2 separate regions of the Macaca mulatta genome follow, and region 2 is linked to region 1. A link is a contact called in public Hi-C data. All regions are on one chromosome and are shown on one strand. The core of a region is the stretch at or near the end of the contact, and the rest is flanking DNA. Distances in the headings are between cores, read along the strand shown. Region 1 holds the start of DPY19L3 (dpy-19 like C-mannosyltransferase 3). Region 2 holds the start of PDCD5 (programmed cell death 5).

Region 1 (4,635 bases), core at 461-2,960:
AAAGGAATGCCATTGTAAGCGACTGAAAAGGGACCAGACTCGATTCTTTATTAATAAGGACGACTAGTGCTGGCCGAGCAAGGCGGCTCATGTTAATTCCAGCGCTTTGGGAGGTTGAGGCAGGAGGATCACTTCTGACCAAGAGTTTGAGACCAGCCTGGGCAACAGGGCGAGACCCTATCTATACAATAAATAAAATAAAAATAAAAATAAAATAAAATAAAATAAAATAAAATAAAATAATTAGGCGGGTGCGGTGGTGCACGCTTGTGGTCCCAGCTATTCCAGAGGCTGAGGTGGGAGAATCGCTTGAGCCCAGGAATTCGATGTTGCAGTGAGCCGTGATCGCGCCACTGCACTCCAGCCTGGGCCAGAGAGCGAGACCCCCGTCTCTAAAAAAAAAAAAATTAAAAAGCCTAGCGCTCTAGTGAGCATCCCCTGGGTGAGGCAGGCACCGGGTCCGCTTACCTACGCGCCACGCCCCTGCACACCTGGCGTCCCCATCAGGTAGGTCTCCCAGGACAGGGGCAGCCGGGAAGTTCGGGCGAGCGGCCCTGGGGGTCGCAGCCCAGGCCCTGCCTCGCCGCACTGCCGTCGCGCAGAAGCCGCTCCGCAAACTTGGTCCCTCCCGAGTCCAGCCCGGCCCGCGTCCCGGCTGACACTTCCGCGCTCCGCCCCTCCCGACGCCCCGACGCCGCGGCCGCGCCCCCCGAATGCGCCACGCGGCGGGGCGGGGCGGCCTGAGGGGCTCAAAGCTGTAGCCGTGTGTTCCGCCGGCGGCCGCCCGCCCTCTCGGGGGACCCTCCCCCGCGCGTCCCCGCGCGCCGCCACAGACCTGCGGTCTCAGCGGTCCTCACGCGCGGCTCCGGGAGGGGAAGGAGGCCGACTGGGCTAGGCGGGAGCGGGGCAGCGCCACGGGCCGCAGCGCGCCGCGGGGACAAGGAGGGCAGAGCCGCCGCGGAGCTTTGTGGAAATGAGGGGCTGGGGGGCGTCGACAGCCCCGGGGAGGGGGCGCGCCGGAGAGGCCTGGCGGCTGCGGCCGCGCCCATAGGCCCCAGGAGCTGTTCGTCAACAGGAGTCTCCGCCTCCTTCCGCGGATCCCCGCCCCGTCTCGTGCGGCGCTGGCCGGAAGGAAGCGGCACACTTCCGCTTGCCTGGCCTGCCTTGAGTCTGGTCTGTTCCGGAGACTCTGAGCGGCGCCGCGGAGCCGCTGTCGTGGGGAGCGGGGTGCGAATCTTGTGTTTGCTCTCGGCGGCGCCGGTCACCTCAGGCCAGAGCTAGAGATTCGGCTCGGGAGAGGAGGGCCCGGCGACTCCGAGGAAGGGTCGCCTCGAGCCACACGGCCCGGAGCAGCGGCTCTGCGGTGGCCCCCGGGGTTTGGGAATGGTGCGGGCCTGGGAGCCCCTGAGGGCCTGATTTACGGGACTTCCCATCCTTCCTCCTTCCTGCCGTCCCCTGCTGTGTGGCGGATGCGCAGGGATCGGTAGGGACGCCAGCAGTAGGGCCACTCGGGCCTGCCCCGCTTCCCGCGTTGCCCGGCCTGGCGCGCCGCCTCCAAGCCTTGGCAAAGCCCCAGTGCCCGATTGCCGCTGAAGTCCTTTAACGACTGCCCGTCAGCGTCCCGCAGAGAGGGATTTTCGTCTCCAAAGACGCCCCTTTTCACAAAATAGACTCCTCTGTGTTCTCACTTGGGTATATTTTTCTGTCTCCAAACTAGATTGGCAGCCGCTTTTTGAGAGCAGGTAGTGACTGTGCTATATTTCTAGATACCTTTGTTAGTCACACCACGAAAAACACTAAATGGAACCTTTTTTGAAATTATTTTTTAGAGATGAGGCTCTCTGTCGCCCAGGCTGGAGTGCAATGGTGCTATCACGGCTCACTGCAACCTCGACCTCCTGGGCTCAAGCAATCCTCCCGCCTCAGCCTCCCGAGTAGCTGGGACCAGAGGCTCGCACTGCTATGCCCGGCTAATTTTTAAATTTTTCGTAGAGACGAGGGTCTTGCTTTGTCGTCCAGGCTGGAGTGCAGTGGTGTGATCATAGCTCACTGCAACCTTAGTCCCGTGCACCCAAGTGACCCTGCTTCCTCAGCCTCCTGAGTAGCTGAGATTCATTTTAATTTTTGAAGAGATGGGGTCTCATTGTGTTGCCCAGTCTGGTCTAAAACTCCTGAGTTGAGGCAGGCCTGCCTCAGCCTCTCAAAATGTTGGGATTACAGGCTTGAGCCACTGCACTGGGCCCATCAAACGTTTTATTTGTCAGCATATACTTTACATGTTAATTGATTTTTGTTAAAGGAATGGCCATCTGGGACCTCCACCCTTGAAAAGGCGCTCATTGGTCTGACTCCAAACTAAATTACTCCATCCAGGAAGCCTTTCCTAGTCACCTCTGCTGGAGATCGTCCTCCTTTGTGTGTCGGTTGTTAGTAAAGAGCACACATTCTGTGCGAAGATATTAAGGTATCTGCTGGAAGACTTCGATAGAAACAAATGCAGCTGTTTTTTCAGATGACATTTGTCTTGTTTCAACCTGGTGGTTGGTAGCTTTTCTGTCGCCTGGCTTGAGGGCAAGGACTGTATGTTTATTATCTGTCATGTTAAGATGACTTTATGTACATTTGTCTGCTTCATCAATACGTAGGTGAATTGAGTCCCCCTTAAATAGGATTTCCCTCTTACTGTATAGGTTTTTTTTTTTTTTCTCTTCACTCTGGGGGAAATGTGACCATTGTGAAACATCATCGCTTAAAAAGAAAGTAGAATTCAGCAGCAGCTGCTTGTTTTAATACTATGAAAGGACATTCCTAAGCAAGATAAAGCTTTGAGACTTTTCCTAAGTAGGACCTACTGCTGAGAGTAAGTCTTGGGGAGAATAAGCCAATTAAGAATTAGTCTTTGGTTCTGATAAAGTAACGATGGAGGTGATGGGTAATGAGTGTAGGTCCTCGCTCACACTTCTGGCCATATGAGCCAGGAGCCAGAGAGGAAATGTAAAAGGAATGGGCTCCAGTAATGGACTGTGACTGCAGTGGTGGTGTAGAGGAAGACTTCTGGTGTGCAGTAGGTTTAGAAGCCTAAATGGTCTCCCTGGTTGTCTCTGCCAGGGCCAGCAATACTTGTGCTGTGCATCTCAAAAGTGTGGTCTGGGGATCTGCAGCGTCACTGTCACCATCACTTGGGAGGTTAAATGCACGTTATCGGAAACCATCATTCTTAGCAAACTATCGCAAGAACAGAAAACCAAACACTGCATTTTCTCACTCATGGTGGGAATTGAACAATGAGAACACTTGGACACAGGAAGGGGAACGTCACACACCAGGGGCTATTGTGAGGTGGGGGGAGGGGAGAGGGATAGCATTAGGAGATATACCTAATGTAAATGACGAGTTAATGGGTGCAGCACACCAACATGGCACATGTATACATATGTAACTAACCTGCACGTTGTGCACATGTACCCTAGAACTTAAAGTATAATAAAAAAAAAAATGCACGTTGTCAGGTCCTACCCCACGCCTACTGAATTTAGAATCTGTAGGGCTAGGGGACCACTAATCTTTAAGAAGTTCATATGGTTAGGCTTTATGTCCCCACCCAAATCTCATCTTGAATTGTAATTCCCATAATCCCCACCGTTCAAGGGAGAGACCAGGTGGAGGTAATTGAATTATGGAGGCAGCTTCCCCCATGCTGTTCTCGTGATAGTGAGTTCTCACGAGATGTGATGGTTTTATAAGGGGCTCTTGCCTCTTCGCTCAGCACTTCTTCCGGCCTCCTTATGAAGAAAGTGCCTTGCTTCCCCCTTTGCCTTCTGCCATGATTGTAAGTTTCCTGAGGCCTCCTCAGCCACGCTGAACTGTGAGTCAGTTAAACAACTTTCCTTTAAATTACCCAGTCTTGGGCATTCTTTACAGCAGTATTCTTCAGAGCAGTATGTATAGCTGTATGGACCAATACAGAAGTTTTCCAGATAATTCTGTTCTCAGAAAAGTTAGGGAACCACAGCAGAACCTTGTTACTCAACATGCGGTCTGTGGGTTATGCAGCATGGGCATCACCTGGGGTCATCTGAGAAATGCCGGGTCTCAGGTCCTACCCAAGACCTGTGTAGCCAAAATCTGCATTTTAAGATGACCCCCAGTTCATTTATATGTACATCACACTTTGAGAAGCACTGCACCAGAAGTCATTAACACCGTTCATTACATCCTTCCCATGGATCTTTTCTTGGGATCCCAAGGGTGTGAGTTCTTCTGTGTTACTGGCTTTTTCCTGTCTGAAATACAATGTTCATTTTATTTAATTTTTTGAGGTGGAGTCTAGCTTTGTCACCCAGGCTGGCATGCAGTGGCGCGATCTCGGCTCACTGCAACCTCCATCTCCCAGCTTCAAGTGATTCTCCTGCCTCAGCCTCCCAAGAAGCTGGGATTAGAGGAGCCCGCCACCACACCTGGCTAATTTTTGTCTTTTTAGTAGAGATGGGATTTTACCATGTTGGCTAGGCTGGTCTCAAACTCCTGACCTCAAGTGATCCACCAGCCTCAGCCTCCCAAAGTACTGGGATTACAGGCCTGAGCCATCACGCCCAGCCCTATAACTCATATTCTAAATTGTGATAAACATTGGCA
Region 2 (5,058 bases), core at 1,244-3,743, 180 kb before region 1:
CACCTCGGCCTCCTGAGTAGCTGGGTCTACAGGTTTCAGTCACCGCACCTGGCCTGCCACAATCCATTATATCGCAGAACCCTAAGATGCCATCAACTGTAAGATGCACCATGGTTTTACGTATCTCTAAAAATGAAAAAAAAAAAAAAAACCCCACCCTACAAATGAGAGGTCTAACAGAGACCTCCATTCAAACTGGGGTATCTTGGGAGGCCGAGGTGGGAGGATCACTCGAAGCCAGGAGTTTGAGACTAGCCTGGGTGATATAGCGAGGCTATAAAAAAAAAAAAGTTTAAAAGAATTAGCCAGGCATGGTGGTGCACGCCTGTAGTCTCAGCTCCTCAGGAGGCTGAGGTGGGAGGATCACTTGAGCCCAGGAGGAGTTTGAGGCTGCAGTGAGTTCTGATCCCACCACTGGAGTATCAAAGAGCAACATTCTCAGTACAAGGTAAAGAAGAAATAAATCTGCCACGCAGTAAGAGGCAGTACAAAAGCTTGCATGCACCTGGCCCTGAGTGAAGAAGAAAAAAGTGCAGTCTTAAAGGGTTGGTGTCTGAATTCACACTACTAGGGACGAGGCAAGGGAAAACCTCAAGCAGAGAACTTAACTTTCAGTGGTCTCAAAAATGGACTCAAGTGGTGGCAGTCTAAAGTAAATCCCCTCTGGAAGAATCTGGGGCAAGAGCAATCCGTTATAAAAGACATCCTGATTTCAGATATGTTTAAAGATGTACATGGTAGAATCAATGAAATTCGCATCGTTTTACTTCCTATCACTACTCCAGATGCTTCTTACCATCTGTCTTCTCCCGAACCCTCCCTGCCTTCCTATTTCTGTAGACCCAGCACAGTGCCTGACCCAGAGTAGGTGCTCTATCAATATTTGTTGGAGAGGAGTTAGAAGGTGGGGAAGGGGAAATGGAGAATTGTCCAGTAACCTCAGGGTTTCAGTTTTGCAAGATGAAAACATTCTAGAGTGTGAACGCTACTGAAGCACACACTTAGAAATGGTTGAGATGGTGAAATTTTAACCACAATTTTAAAACAGTAGCATAAGGTAATCACATACTCATTCAATAAACCTGCCACAGAATCAATTACCTGCATCTGTCTCAGGTGTTCTGCCCTGTGTTGGGATAAAACAGTCAGAATAGTTTAACAGTTAACACTTATTGAGCACTTACTAAGTGAGGCACCGGACTCACGTCACCCCCACATCCGAGGAAACTGCCACAGCTGCCTATTATCAGGCTCATTTTAAGGTACTCACAGTTTGGCAGAGAAACATCAACCAGTAATTGCAATACAAGGTCTGAGGTGGAGCTGCACACGTGTTTATTTAACTAATAATAATGAAGATACCCTGCGGATGATTTTGGCCAAATCACCATTCCAGCAAAACAAAAAATCTGAGTCACACACCTGCTTAAAATAACTAAAGCAAAAGAAAAAAAAGTTCAGGTTTCCAGCCCATACCTGTGCTTTGCTTCCTGTTGGGCCGCATCGCCAGGATCCTGGAAAAAAAAAAAAATTTAATTTAATACAGAAATTTCATGGGGGGGGAGGGGAAAAAGGAACGGTTCCGTTGTTTCCTGTACATCACAGTCTCTTGCAGTGGTAGAAACAACTCCCCAAATAATGAAGAAACTGGGCCTCATAGAAATCAACGAACTAGTTTCCACTTACAACGTTTTGATGAGCGTCTAAAATCACAACCTCACAGAACGCTTTGGAATACAGAGCACCCTGGGGAGGGGAATCCCTGTATTACGAAACCGTGTTTTACGTGTAGGGATAATTTCTGTAAAATAAAACGGGCCTCGGTATTAGGGACAACGGTAACTCAAAAGACTGCGCCCTCCGTCCCTAAGGTCCCCGTCCCTCTCTCTATCAGAAACGCCTCTCCGGGCGTCTGATCCATCCAAGCTTCCCGGGCGGCCCCTCCCTGTCATCCCGGCGGGGCGAGCGTTCCTCTGACCCCGCCGCGCGCTCAGCACCGGGAACACAGCGGACCCTCAATACCTGTCAGCTAAACTTGGGTCAGAACAACTGAATTCCGGAAAAACTGAATTCGGTCCGGCTGCTGCTGGTTCCAAAAGCTGAGATTGTGCTTGGATCCAGGCCCGCCAGGACGAGCCCGCTCCAGGCCAGGGGACCCCACACCCCAACGCCCGGGCACGTGGCGGCCCCCGCCGCCAGCCTCCCGTGCCCCTCGCGACGGAGAAAGCGGGGAGGCCACCTCGGAGCCGGCCACGAGGCCGCCAGGGCAGCGCCGGGGACCGGGCCCCGGGGGAGGCGCGCCCTCCACTCCGGGCGAGGGCGGCGCCCCGCGGGGGCCGGGCATGGCAGGGGCTGGCGCGCTCACCCCATGCTTGGCCTGCAGCTCGGCCAGCCTCTGTCTCCTCAGCGCCTCAAGCTCCTCGTCCGCCATGGTGCGGCGTCAGCGGTGGAGCAGCCACGGACACTCCCACAGCCCCTCGGCGCCAGCTCGGCCTTGACCACTGCGCAGGCGCCCGCGGGGCCCAGGCGTCACCAATCCAGCCCGGAGCCACGCCCCGCGCCGCTGCCAGGGCGCCAGGAGAGGCCCGATTCCCCGATCTCAGGCGATCGAGCTTGGGCGCACGGGGGGGCGGGGCCTGGGGCGGGGCCTCCGGGATCCACCTCCCACCCGTGATCGGCTCCTCTGCGTGCGGGGACACGGGCTGCGCTGGGGGCGGGTGCTGCGCTTGGGGAAGGTTAAAACCTAGAAATGTGGCATTGACAAGTATAATAATTATGGGTACAATGTGCCGGTGACCTAGAAAGCTAGGCGCATATTATCTATTTATAGATGGGGGAACCAGGGGCGCAGGAAGGCTGAGTGGGATGATGGAAATGTCCTAAAGCTGGATCGTGGCGGTTGCTGCGCGGCTCCTCGGTGCACACAGAGGCCGGCCGGTGGCTCCCCGCCTGTGGTCCCGGCGCTTCGGGAGGCGGCAGGGTCATTTGAGATCAGGAGTTTGAGACCAACCTGGGCAATATGGCAAGAGCCTATCTCTACTAAAAATTTAAAAAACTAGTTCTCAGGAGGCTGTGTCAGGAGGATCGCTGGAGCCCGGTGGTTCGAGGCTGCAGTGAGCCGTGATCGCGCCACTGCACTCCAGCCTGGGAGACAGAGCCAGACCCTGTCTCTAAAATAAAAAATAAAAATAAAAAGTGTGGGCCGGGCGCGGTGGCTCAAGCCTGTAATCCCAGCACTTTGGGAGGCCGAGACGGGCAGATCACGTCAGGAGATCGAGACCATCCTGGCGAACAGGTGAAACCCCGTCTCTACTAAAAAATACAAAAAACTGGCCGGGCGAGGTGGCGGGCGCCTGTAGTCCCAGCTACTCGGGAGGCTGAGGCAGGAGAATGGCGTAAACCCTGGAGGCGGAGCTTGCAGTGAGCTGAGATCCGGCCACTGGCCTGGGCGACAGAGCGAGACTCCGTCTCAAAAAAAAAAAAAAAAAATGTTCACAGACCCTCGCCGTCTGCCTCCTCCACGCACAAAAGGGCTTTTCCTGGGAGGCAGCTGTGGCTGGTGTAAACTCTTCGGTGGAACGAATCCCTTTTGCCTTTGACTTGGGGGAATCGGGGGCAGAGAGGATATTCAGCTACCTAAACGTGTGACTCATACAGGTTCTGTTTATTCGTTTGTGTGTGTGTTATTTTATTTTATTTTTTACATTAAAAAAAATACAAATGGGGTATCGCTATGTTGCCTAGGCTGGCCTTTAACTCCTGAGCTCGAGCAATCCTTTTGCCTCAGCCTCCCAAAGTGCTAACATTACAGGCGTGAGCCACCACACCTGGCCTGTGGCAAAATATACATAATACAAAATTTACCATTTTCACCATTTTTAGGTGTACTGTTCAGTGGTATGAAATACATTATTGTGCAGTTGTCACTGTCAATCTCGGCTCACTGCAACCTCCACCTCCCGGGTTCAAGCGATTCTCCTGCCTTAGTCTCTCCAGTAGCTGGGACCACAGGCGTGCACCACCATGCCTGGCTAATTTTGTATTTTTTAGTAGAGATGGGGTTTCATCATGTTGGTCAAGCTGGTCTCGAACTTCTGATCCACCTGCCTCAGTCTCCCAAAGTGCTGGGATTATAGGCGTGAACCACCACGCCCACCATCAATCTCTACACCTTTTTTTTTTTTTTTTTTTTTTTAAATCATCCTGAACTGGAACTCTACCCAGTAAAGATTTAGATTGGTGTGAGGGGCCTCTAATGGGAATGGGTGGAGGTGGGAGGAGTCTGAGAATAATAATCAGTCTCCACCCACTCCCATTCTAGTTTCTATGAATTTGCCTGTTCTAGGTATCTTGTATATGTGGAATCATACAATATTTGGCCTTTTGCGATTGGCTTATTTCACCTAACATATGTCTTCAAGGTTCATCCCTGTTGTAGCATGTGTCAGAATTTCTTTCCCTCTTTACGCTGAATATATTTCATTGTATGGATATACCTAGCACCTTTTGTTTATCCATTCATCAGACAATGGACACTTAGATTGCTTCCACCTTTTGGCTATTTTTTTTTTTAATTTTTATTTTTTTTTCTGAGACGGAGTCTTGCTCTGACGCCCAGGCTGGAGTACAGTGGTGCATCTCGGCTCACTGCAGGCGCCACCTCTCGGGTTCACACCATTCTCCTGCCTCAGCCTCCCGAGAAGCTGGGACTACAGGCGCCCGCCACCATGCCCGGCTAATATTTTGTATTTTTAGTAGAGACGAGGTTTCACCGTGTTAGCTAGGATGGTCTCGATCTCCTGACCTTGTGATCCACCCGCCTCGGCCTCCCAAAGTGCTGGGATTACAGGCGTGAGCCACCGCACCCGGCCGGTTGGCTATTATTAATAATGCAGCTGTGAACATGGGTGTACAAATACTTGTTCAGGTCCATGCTTTCACTTTTGGATACATACCCAGAAGAGAAATTGTTGGATCATGTGGTAATTCTATGTTGAGGAATGGCCATACCATTTTCGACAGCAACTGTGGAATTTTACATTCCCACCAACAGTGAAT

What was found. A called contact is a pair of places that touch in the nucleus more often than the background predicts.
Region 2: a contact with region 1 is called in a Hi-C map of cortical neurons, with 2.7 times the contacts expected there. The contact joins the promoter of PDCD5 here to the promoter of DPY19L3 in region 1. A contact is called at or near these places in 3 of 14 Hi-C or Micro-C datasets (blood, cortical neurons and fetal cortex germinal zone).

Annotation. Positions count from the first base shown.
Region 1 is chr19:43,687,290-43,691,924 of T2T-MMU8v2.0, reverse strand. DPY19L3 (dpy-19 like C-mannosyltransferase 3) reads right to left here and starts at 1,710. Exons shown (of 19, transcript XM_077982051.1): 1 at 1,164-1,710. LOC144337368 (a long non-coding RNA gene) reads left to right here and starts at 1,206. Exons shown (of 3, transcript XR_013410410.1): 1 at 1,206-1,742.
Region 2 is chr19:43,868,891-43,873,948 of T2T-MMU8v2.0, reverse strand. It overlaps PDCD5 (programmed cell death 5), which reads right to left and starts at 2,493. Exons shown (of 6, transcript NM_001265692.1): 1 at 2,366-2,493; 2 at 1,477-1,514. The coding sequence starts at 2,431.